Linked DNA regions of Anser cygnoides: all the other regions are linked to region 2. Evidence: chromatin contacts called from public Hi-C data. All regions are on one chromosome and are shown on one strand. The core of a region is the stretch at or near the end of the contact, and the rest is flanking DNA. Distances in the headings are between cores, read along the strand shown.

Evidence for each region. A called contact is a pair of places that touch in the nucleus more often than the background predicts.
Region 1: a Hi-C map of liver shows a contact between it and region 2, with 2.1 times the contacts expected there. The contact joins two enhancer-like sites. A contact is called at or near these places in 2 of 7 Hi-C or Micro-C datasets (both in liver).
Region 3: a contact with region 2 is called in a Hi-C map of liver, with 2.3 times the contacts expected there. The contact joins two enhancer-like sites. A contact is called at or near these places in 2 of 7 Hi-C or Micro-C datasets (both in liver).

Annotation. Positions count from the first base shown.
Region 1 is chr21:2,731,893-2,734,592 of Taihu_goose_T2T_genome, reverse strand. All of the region lies in intron 1 of LOC106039767 (a long non-coding RNA gene), which reads left to right. Among named protein-coding and RNA genes, the nearest start is that of CADM1, 27 kb to the right of the region's middle. Within about 2 kb of position 1,397, at least 2 of the 3 cell types and tissues checked have open chromatin away from gene starts, as enhancers often do. A contact at or near this core is called in liver, where this site is marked.
Region 2 is chr21:2,583,955-2,586,654 of Taihu_goose_T2T_genome, reverse strand. The region is part of intron 1 of CADM1 (cell adhesion molecule 1); the gene reads left to right. Among named protein-coding and RNA genes, the nearest start is that of CADM1, 120 kb to the left of the region's middle. Within about 2 kb of position 1,269, at least 2 of the 3 cell types and tissues checked have open chromatin away from gene starts, as enhancers often do. A contact at or near this core is called in liver, where this site is marked.
Region 3 is chr21:2,796,533-2,799,232 of Taihu_goose_T2T_genome, reverse strand. No RefSeq gene overlaps it. Among named protein-coding and RNA genes, the nearest start is that of CADM1, 92 kb to the right of the region's middle. Within about 2 kb of position 1,437, at least 2 of the 3 cell types and tissues checked have open chromatin away from gene starts, as enhancers often do. A contact at or near this core is called in liver, where this site is marked.

The sequences.
Region 1 (2,700 bases), core at 148-2,647, 150 kb before region 2:
GATGCCGTGGGGAGCTGCTGGCTCGGCTGCTGTCGTCCCCCCCCCTCTGCTGTGCCCTGCTCCCCAAAATGCCACGGCGCAGCGGTGTCCCGGTGTTCGGAATGATGGTGTGGCTAGAGAAGAAATACTGTGCTTGGAAAACAGCCATCGTTTATCTAAATATTTGTGTTTGTATGTGTGGGCTCCATATTGCAGAGAGCAAGCGCGGTTCTGTAGCCTCTCCACTACAGCAGGTCAGACCATACGATCCGAAGCTGCCTGCCAGGTTTGAAACATGCAAGTGTGTTGCCTTGTGCGGCAGCAAATAACCTTGTGCTGCCCGTTGGATGAGACTGGGGTGCGAAGAGCACCAGGCTGCAGCGATGAGAGCCCTGACTGTAGGAAATCAGGGGGTGTCTCCTGGGTTTGGGAGCTGGGGGACCCTGGAGGAGCCGTGTGTCGGCGCTGCTGAGGGTCGCCACTTCGGCTTCAGAGGACCCCCTGAAGCATCCTGGTCTCATTTGGTTCACTCTCATAACAAAAATTTCATTGTTAATGGTGGCTTCTAAGAACTGAAGCCAGGAGTGGGGAAATGGCATTGCTGTAAGATACAGCTGATTTTTTTTTCAGATTTCTCAGAATTTGGCAGGCCACAAATTGGGCACACAGTGTTGGGCATGAACATGATCCAAAGCACCCAGTTCTGCATCTGATGCCCAGATTTGTTATCAGTGAGCTGCTCCAAACAGTGCTGCTCTGACCAGGGGATCTGATTCAGCTAAATGGAGAATTAAACTGTTCTTTGAACAAAGAGTTGAAAGGTGCAAGGCCTGTACGGTGTGGATCGATGCAGTGCACACAAATTCCTGAACCGCTGGGTTTGCTTGGCTTCGGAGGTCGTGAACTCTGCTAAATTCTTTCAGCCTCTGGTTCTGGAGCTCCATGAAACAAACCTGGGGAGAAGGAAAACATTCCTGGTGCCCGTGTGCCCCTGCACAGAGCTGCACAAACAAATGGTTCCAATTATGAAATGGAGTTTGCATGCACTGTGTTATTTCACCCAGTGCCGGAGGGTCTGAATTTCCTCACTACTATGGATAAAGTCCGTCAGCCAACATCTACACTCGTGTAAAAACATAAAATCGAGCTTTGTCTTTCATCAGAAAAATAAACTACGTGCCACAGAGCAGAATAGCAGAGGGAGCACCGGCAGGGCTGAGCAGAGCAGTGCTGGGCAGCAAGGCAGGGAGAGAGCCAGGCTCAGGACACCTCTGCAGGAGCTGGGGCACCCTGCACGGCTGCAAATGCCATTTTCCTGGGGAGAGGACAAAGCAGTAAGGCACTGGGGCTAGGGGTCTGCTGCATTGCTTAAACACCCTGCTGTTGGGCATGGGTGGTATGTAGAGAGACCCTGAGGGAAGGCACAGGGAAGCAGCTTGAAAAATCAGGAAGGGTTTTGCACAAAGATGTACAGCAGCTTGAGAAGGCGTCTTTTCCTTTTGGAGCTGTGCAGATGGACAAGACCAATGAGCCAAGCTGCAGTGAGACTCAATATGGCCCGCTTCCGATTTATTTGGATCAGGGAGCACCCCGGCAGTACAGGAATATGACACCTCTCTTGTCGGCGGATGCTGGGTCAAAACGTTCCTGTGTTATCAGTGAAGTATTTCCTACTTGGCACTTAACTTAAGTAGGTCTCAAAACACTTCGCAGAAGAAGACAGGAAATAAAATTGTGCTGGGGGAAAACTTGGGCACAAAGCTTTGCCCCAGCTGCAGCAGGACAGTGGCAAAGGAGAGGGGAGAGCTGCTGCTTCCCCAGCGTCAGCTGGTGGCTTTGTTCTCCCAGACTTGCTGCCCGCCTTTATAAATGCAGGATGGGAAAGGCCCTGCCAAAGGTCTTCCAGGCTACAAGGACGTGGTGAAAGGAGGGAGGGCAGCCCATGCCAGAGCACTGAGCAGCATCCTGCACCCCTGCCCAAGGCATGGTGCCTGGAGGCACCCAAATGTGCACAGAGCCCAGGCCTGCTGGCTTGAGCATCCTCAGGCAAAAGCACCGCGTCTCACCTCCCCACACAAAACATTTTCCTGTCTTCTGCAAGATACTTTTATTTGAAGAGCTCTCACGATGAGCATAATTTTTCAAATTACTTGTTCTTTCTTTGCCTTCCATGTGTATGCTTGCGCTTTTCCTGCCTCACATTGACGTCATGTTTTAGTACAGCAGCAATAACATTCGGCCTGAGGATAAATTCGTGCATGTGAGAAATAAGAGGGCTTCACCTGTGATGTGTCCGCCCAAGTGCTCAAGCAGAGCAGTCCAGCCCTTGGGATGCTGTTTGTCTAAATTCTCTGAAACCCACGGCTATAATTAGGCTGCACTCTGGGTATTTATAACCCTTCATGGCTTTACGCTTAGCGTTTTTAAGTGCAGAGTAGAAATTGGGGCTGGCGAGGTAAAGCTCACCAGAATAAACAGTGCGGTCCAGGCAGGTGTATTCTGCAGGGAAGTCTGAAGCGGGGGAGCCCAGGGCCCCCAGCTGCCTGGAGCTGGGAGGACGTGCCCCGCAGCCCTCCGTCCCAGGCTGTGATCTCAGCTCCACAGCCCTGAGCGGGAATGTGAGACCTGCAAGGGGAACCTGGGGGAGTGATGCCGCTTGTTCAGAAGGAAGTGTCTGGTCAGTGATTAACCAGCGGTTTTTGTGATGTGAGAGCTCTGGCC
Region 2 (2,700 bases), core at 20-2,519:
AGATTCAAACACCTAGAACACCCTGCAAATATGTACTATTTTCTTCATAACTTTTTTAATAGACCCGAAAGGGAAGGTGAATTATATGGACCAAGTTATGTTCTAATCAAGCAATCCTGCACCTTATTTGAAATGTTAAGTCAGATCTTTGAGTCTGTCCATTATTGGCATGGGGCACTGATTTCTACTTAGGTTTGGAGTTCTCAACAGGAACGTGTCTGATACAAAACCAATGCATGGGGGCTTTCATATTCCATTCACATTTAATTAGATGAAAATATGGCAAGAATAATTCTGTTGGTTTTTTTCCATTTGCCCTGCTCATGCTCTGCCCCCCAGGAGTACTGCTAATTGGCAAATGTTTTCAGAGTTCTTTATCAATAGCAACTTTCCTTTTTTTCCCCTCTCATCTACTGTGATTCTGTGTGGGATCCACAAAACTCAGCTTCTTCCTCCCTCTCCCCACCCAGATCTTTTCCCTGTTACAATGATGTTGTGGTACTTTCAGTGTATGTATTTCAATGAAAGTTAATGCTCAGAACACTTGTATAGTGCCAATAAATATTAGGGAATAACTTCCTGAAATGTTGAAATTAAAATGGGTCTAGAGAGTTCTCACTTCACGTTGCATTTTTTTTATTTCATTTGAAGTTTGTAATTGATGCTGTTCTCAGAAATAGCTTCCACGTCGTGGTAACTGGGAGCAGATGTGAATGCAGATAACCAGAAGTGTTAACTTGTACTGTCTGGTGCTGTTAGTTAAGCAAACAAATTTAGGTCAGCAGAGCAAGGGAATCTTTGCAAACAGCAGCCGGATAGGGTGCCCTTTGGTTCAGAATAAATACACAAAAATCCATGAAGGTTGAGATGCTGGCTGTTGCAGAACAAGAAGCTTTGTCCTTATGTGCACTGTGCCTGTCATTAACCCCAAAGCCTGAGGGAGAATAAATACTTCCTGGAGACAGATCCTGACGCCAGCCTGGACCTAGATGCTGGACTTCTAAAGCAATCAGTCAGCAGGCTTAATGTAGCAGCATTCCAGCATGAAAAGCTTCAGTGGTTTGAACTTCAAATAATTTATTTCTAAATTACTTCTACTGTAATTCTTATTAATTCAAATAGGCTTCCAAGCTGATGTAAAACTCAGTAAATGCAAGGAACAGTTTAATGAATTGAAAATAGGATTGAGTCTTTTAAAGTAAATGTAAAAAAAAAAAAAGCTTGCAATAGTTGCTTAGATGGAAATCGAATCTTAATAGCTTTGTTAATGATTTGTAGTGAATATTGCATTTATGAGAACATACCAAGCTGATCCTTGTGCAAGAACCTTGTTTTGAATGGGTTTGATAAAATTACTCCCTAGAAGCAGTTAGTGATGTTTAATATTTTTGCCTGTGCTGCTGTTGAAATATTTGAATGTAGCGTCCCTCAAGTTTACACTGGCATCTGGCTGCTGAAGAGGCGCTGGTTCTTCTGCCCAAAAATGCAAACCCTATTTTGTGTTTTACCAAAACCTTGCATTTTTCCATTATAGCCAACTTAGGAGTTGGACTGTCCCCTGCCCTGTCCCTGCACAAACACGCCGTGAGGCAGCAGAGGGCTCTGGCACGTGGTCTGGTCACCCTGCTACAGCTCCACTCGGGTCAGAGTCCTTGGTCAGATGCCCACACACCTTCACTTAATTTGACAAATTGACAGTCAGGGTTTCAAAATTTCTCCCACTTTATTTCGTTTCTTATGCCATCAACAAGTAAAGCTTACTTGCACTTGCCTCCTTGTCCATGACGTTTGTGTGCTTTGAAAGCAGACAGGATCTTGCTGCTCCGCCTTTCCAGCGCAGTCTTCTAGCTTTAACCTGATAAAGAGTATGTGGAAAAACTGAAATGCAAAATACTTTTTCAAATTATGATCCTCTGCAATCTTTAAAATGTGAACCAAATTTCTCAGTGTGCATCTGATGTAATGATTCAATTCATTAGAGAGAGAGTTTTGAGGTGATGACCTATAAATGATTACAAGACTCCCACGGCATAATTGCATCGAGTTCTTTTTTCCTGCCTCTGGACATTAATAGCACCCACTGATTAGACATTAAGTAAAAAACTAGCTCACAAAAGTATATCTGTTAAAGTCAAAGGATAAATGCCTTTTACAGCAAATTGTTCTTTCAAGGTAATTTAACAATATTTGTCTTTTTAAGAGAGGAAGCAAATTCTACTATCTCCGTGCATGTGGCATGGACCTTACACGCCTGGGGCTGACACAAGTATTAAAGCCTGGAGGGATGTGTGAAGTTCAGTGAGATTTTTCCCCAGTCCTCTACTTTTTGTTTATTATTTAAATTATAATTTAGAGAGAATGTACTGAGTTGAAGTGACTTTGCAATAAAAAACAAGCTCTGTAATTGGGCCATACAGTAGTCATTTTGCAGCTATAGACCTCCCTTCCAGTTGTTCCTCTTCAATTCGCTGATGTCCAGTACAGCCTGGGGGGGGAGAATACTTCCTTGAATTCCCTGGTATTGTAATTCTGTGTGTTTATCATGTAGGTGATTGCATCTGTTCAATGAAAATAATACCAGCCCCAGCAAAAAAAAAAAAAAAAAGGCTGTGGAATATGTTTGTTTAGTTGGTGGGGTGGGGTGGGTAAAAGGTTTCTTTATAAACCGAGCTTGTTGGAGGACACAGGGTAAACTACTCA
Region 3 (2,700 bases), core at 188-2,687, 210 kb before region 2:
GAGGATGGTGCGCAGCCGCTCTGCAGCAGCTGACACCAAGGAGGTGGCCCCATCCCTTGCACAGGGCTCCCCAGATCCCCACAGCCCACTTGGTGGCCCGGCTCTCCAAAGGTAAAGCTTCAAGGGGCAGAAGAGCTGCTCTTCTTTCTGGTTTGTGGTCCAGGAGCTACAGCAGCCTTTGCCAAAGTCTGAAGCCACACTTTGAGAGGAAGGGGCTTTTAACCGCCTGCTGAGATCACGGCCGAGCAGCCTGGCTATGGCTGCTGAGGGCATTTAGACATCACATTTTATTTGTTCATCTAATTAAAACAGAGGTAGAGCTGGCTCTTCCCTGCCTAAGTGTCCAGTGCCATTTTGCAGAAGGTGTTGATTGTGCTGCTGCAGCTTGCAGTAGAGATTTGTAGCGAATTGGGTCCCATAAGAGTTGCAGTTTAACAAAAACACTAGCATGATTTATTATCTCCTGTGTTAAGGGAGCAGCCTCTCTCTCCAGGTAAAAAACACCCTCTGAATCTGCTTTCCTAATTTGCATAGGTAATGGTCATATCATTAACAGCTCATTAGGAACAGAGCGGTGTGACAAAACAAAAATTCAGAAACACTGAGCTGGAGAGGAACGTAGTCCCCTGCCTTGGCAAGGAAACGCTATGGCATTCAAAACTGTGGGTTAAAAAAGAGAGAGCCGTGTCTGGGAGACAGTAAAATATAAAGGGAAGAGCCATGGGTCATTTAGATCTTATGAAATGTAACATATGAGGAGCGATTTGCAGAATGAAGGTTAAAATTGTCTTGTTGTGGACATTGCGAGCCTAAACTGCTTGTTACGGGGAGCTTGCTCATTGCCTTCAAGGTGAAACGGATGGGGAGGAGATAATTGAATTCTGGTGGAGAGTGGAGGGAATGGGATGGTGCTGCCAGTGCCTCGCATCCCTTATTGCTCTCAGGCCATACTGGGGATGCCCCTCTCCTCCCCGGAGTACCGGCATTGGACCCGGTGCTGCGTGGGGCCAGGACCAGCCGTTCCCAAATCCTGCCCTCCCCGTGGCACCACTGCTCCTGTAAGTGCTGCGTGAATTACCTTGGCAATTTAAAGAATGGGAGAAAGTAATAAGTTGAATATGAGGCAGTCCTGTCCAGCAGGTGCTTTTGTCAGGAGAGAAAGCCCTGGAGCCCTCAGATGAAGAAGAAAAAAAATAAAACAGGTGGAAAAAAATTGGATAACATATAAATTAAAAAAGAATAGGGCTGGTTTCAATCAATAACCCTTGAATTATTGACTGCTTGTACCATTACAGTCTCATACCCCAGTAATCTTGTGGGGAACTCCTGGCAGAGCACAGCCGGGAAGGCGAGATGGCCGTTGTCAGGAGCCGTAATTCATTCCAGCTCCGAGTGATAGGCACAGCATGCAATTTTTTTTCCAGAAGTGATCCAGTGTCATTGCAAATAATGTGACATCATTATATCGAAGCCATATTAAATATTATCAAAAGAGCTATCTCGCATGCCTGGCAAGCTGTCAGTGCAGACGGGAGAACTTGTTTGAGCAGGGACGTTTGCTTTCCCTTTTGTCAGCTCGGGTTAGACAGCTTTCTGTCTTTCCAGACTTGCCACTGCCCCAAAGTTTTTCTGTTTGAAAAGTGTGTTGAGGGAAAAGGAGCTAAAAGCATTTGAATTTAAAGATTAAAAACATGCACCTTTCAAATGAGTAACCAATTTCAAAATACGTATAAAATCACCACATCGGTACAAAGGTAATTCTTGTGCAAAATGTGACCTTCCCAGCCCTGATGGCTCCTGGCCAAGCTCACACCACGTGCGAGAGCCGAGAACCACGGGGCACAGTGCTGCCTCTCGAGGTGATTTGGTGCTCCCCTGCAAGGGGCCTCCTCGGCCGCTGGAGCAGCTCATGGTATTGACCGGGAAATACATCTTTCTGCCCATACAAACTTCTGAGAAAAATCTTTGTTTGGAAATAAAACATTGCTTAAAAAATCTTAGGTTTTTTTTTTTTTTTCCCCAAACCAATGACCATGTTTTCTGGTTAAAAAAATAGAAAGAAAGGAAAAATAAGAAAATATATGCTGCTGATAATGTGTGAGTAGCTGGTTTTGTGAATAATTTTTCTCCATTTCATGGAGGCCAGGAAGCAGGCATCTTATGTTTAACATGTTCAGTCATTACTGCCTTAGGAGAGATGCAAACTACTGAGGTGGCTGTAAAAGCTTCTGGTCTGTAATTTGAAAAGAAAATAGTGATTTGGGGAGTCTCTGTTTTTGGATGACCAAATGGGAATGCTTCAGAGGCAGTAATTTTCAGAAAGGATTAATCAACCACTCCCTTAAGGAAGGGAAGAAGGAAAAAACCAGCCTCTCTGCCTGCTGTGTCTCATCCTTGAAGAGTGCGGGGAGGATGGAGAGAGGGAAGGGGTGTCCCTGCCCTGTCCTGATGCACCCAGAGCCCGCTGTGACTCGGAGGGGCTGATCTCAGCTCTGTGCACACTGCGGGTGGCAGGCATGGGGCTGGAAAGAGCAGCTCCGAGTCCCCGTTCCTCCTGCAGAGCCAGGCTCCGACCCCACAGCACCTGGCTGCGTGAGCGTGCGCTCGTTGCAGCTCCGGGTTCAGAAAGCTGTTCTTCACATCACCGACACCGGCAAGCCTCTGTGCCCCCTGATATCCTCGCAATAATCTTGTCTTCAA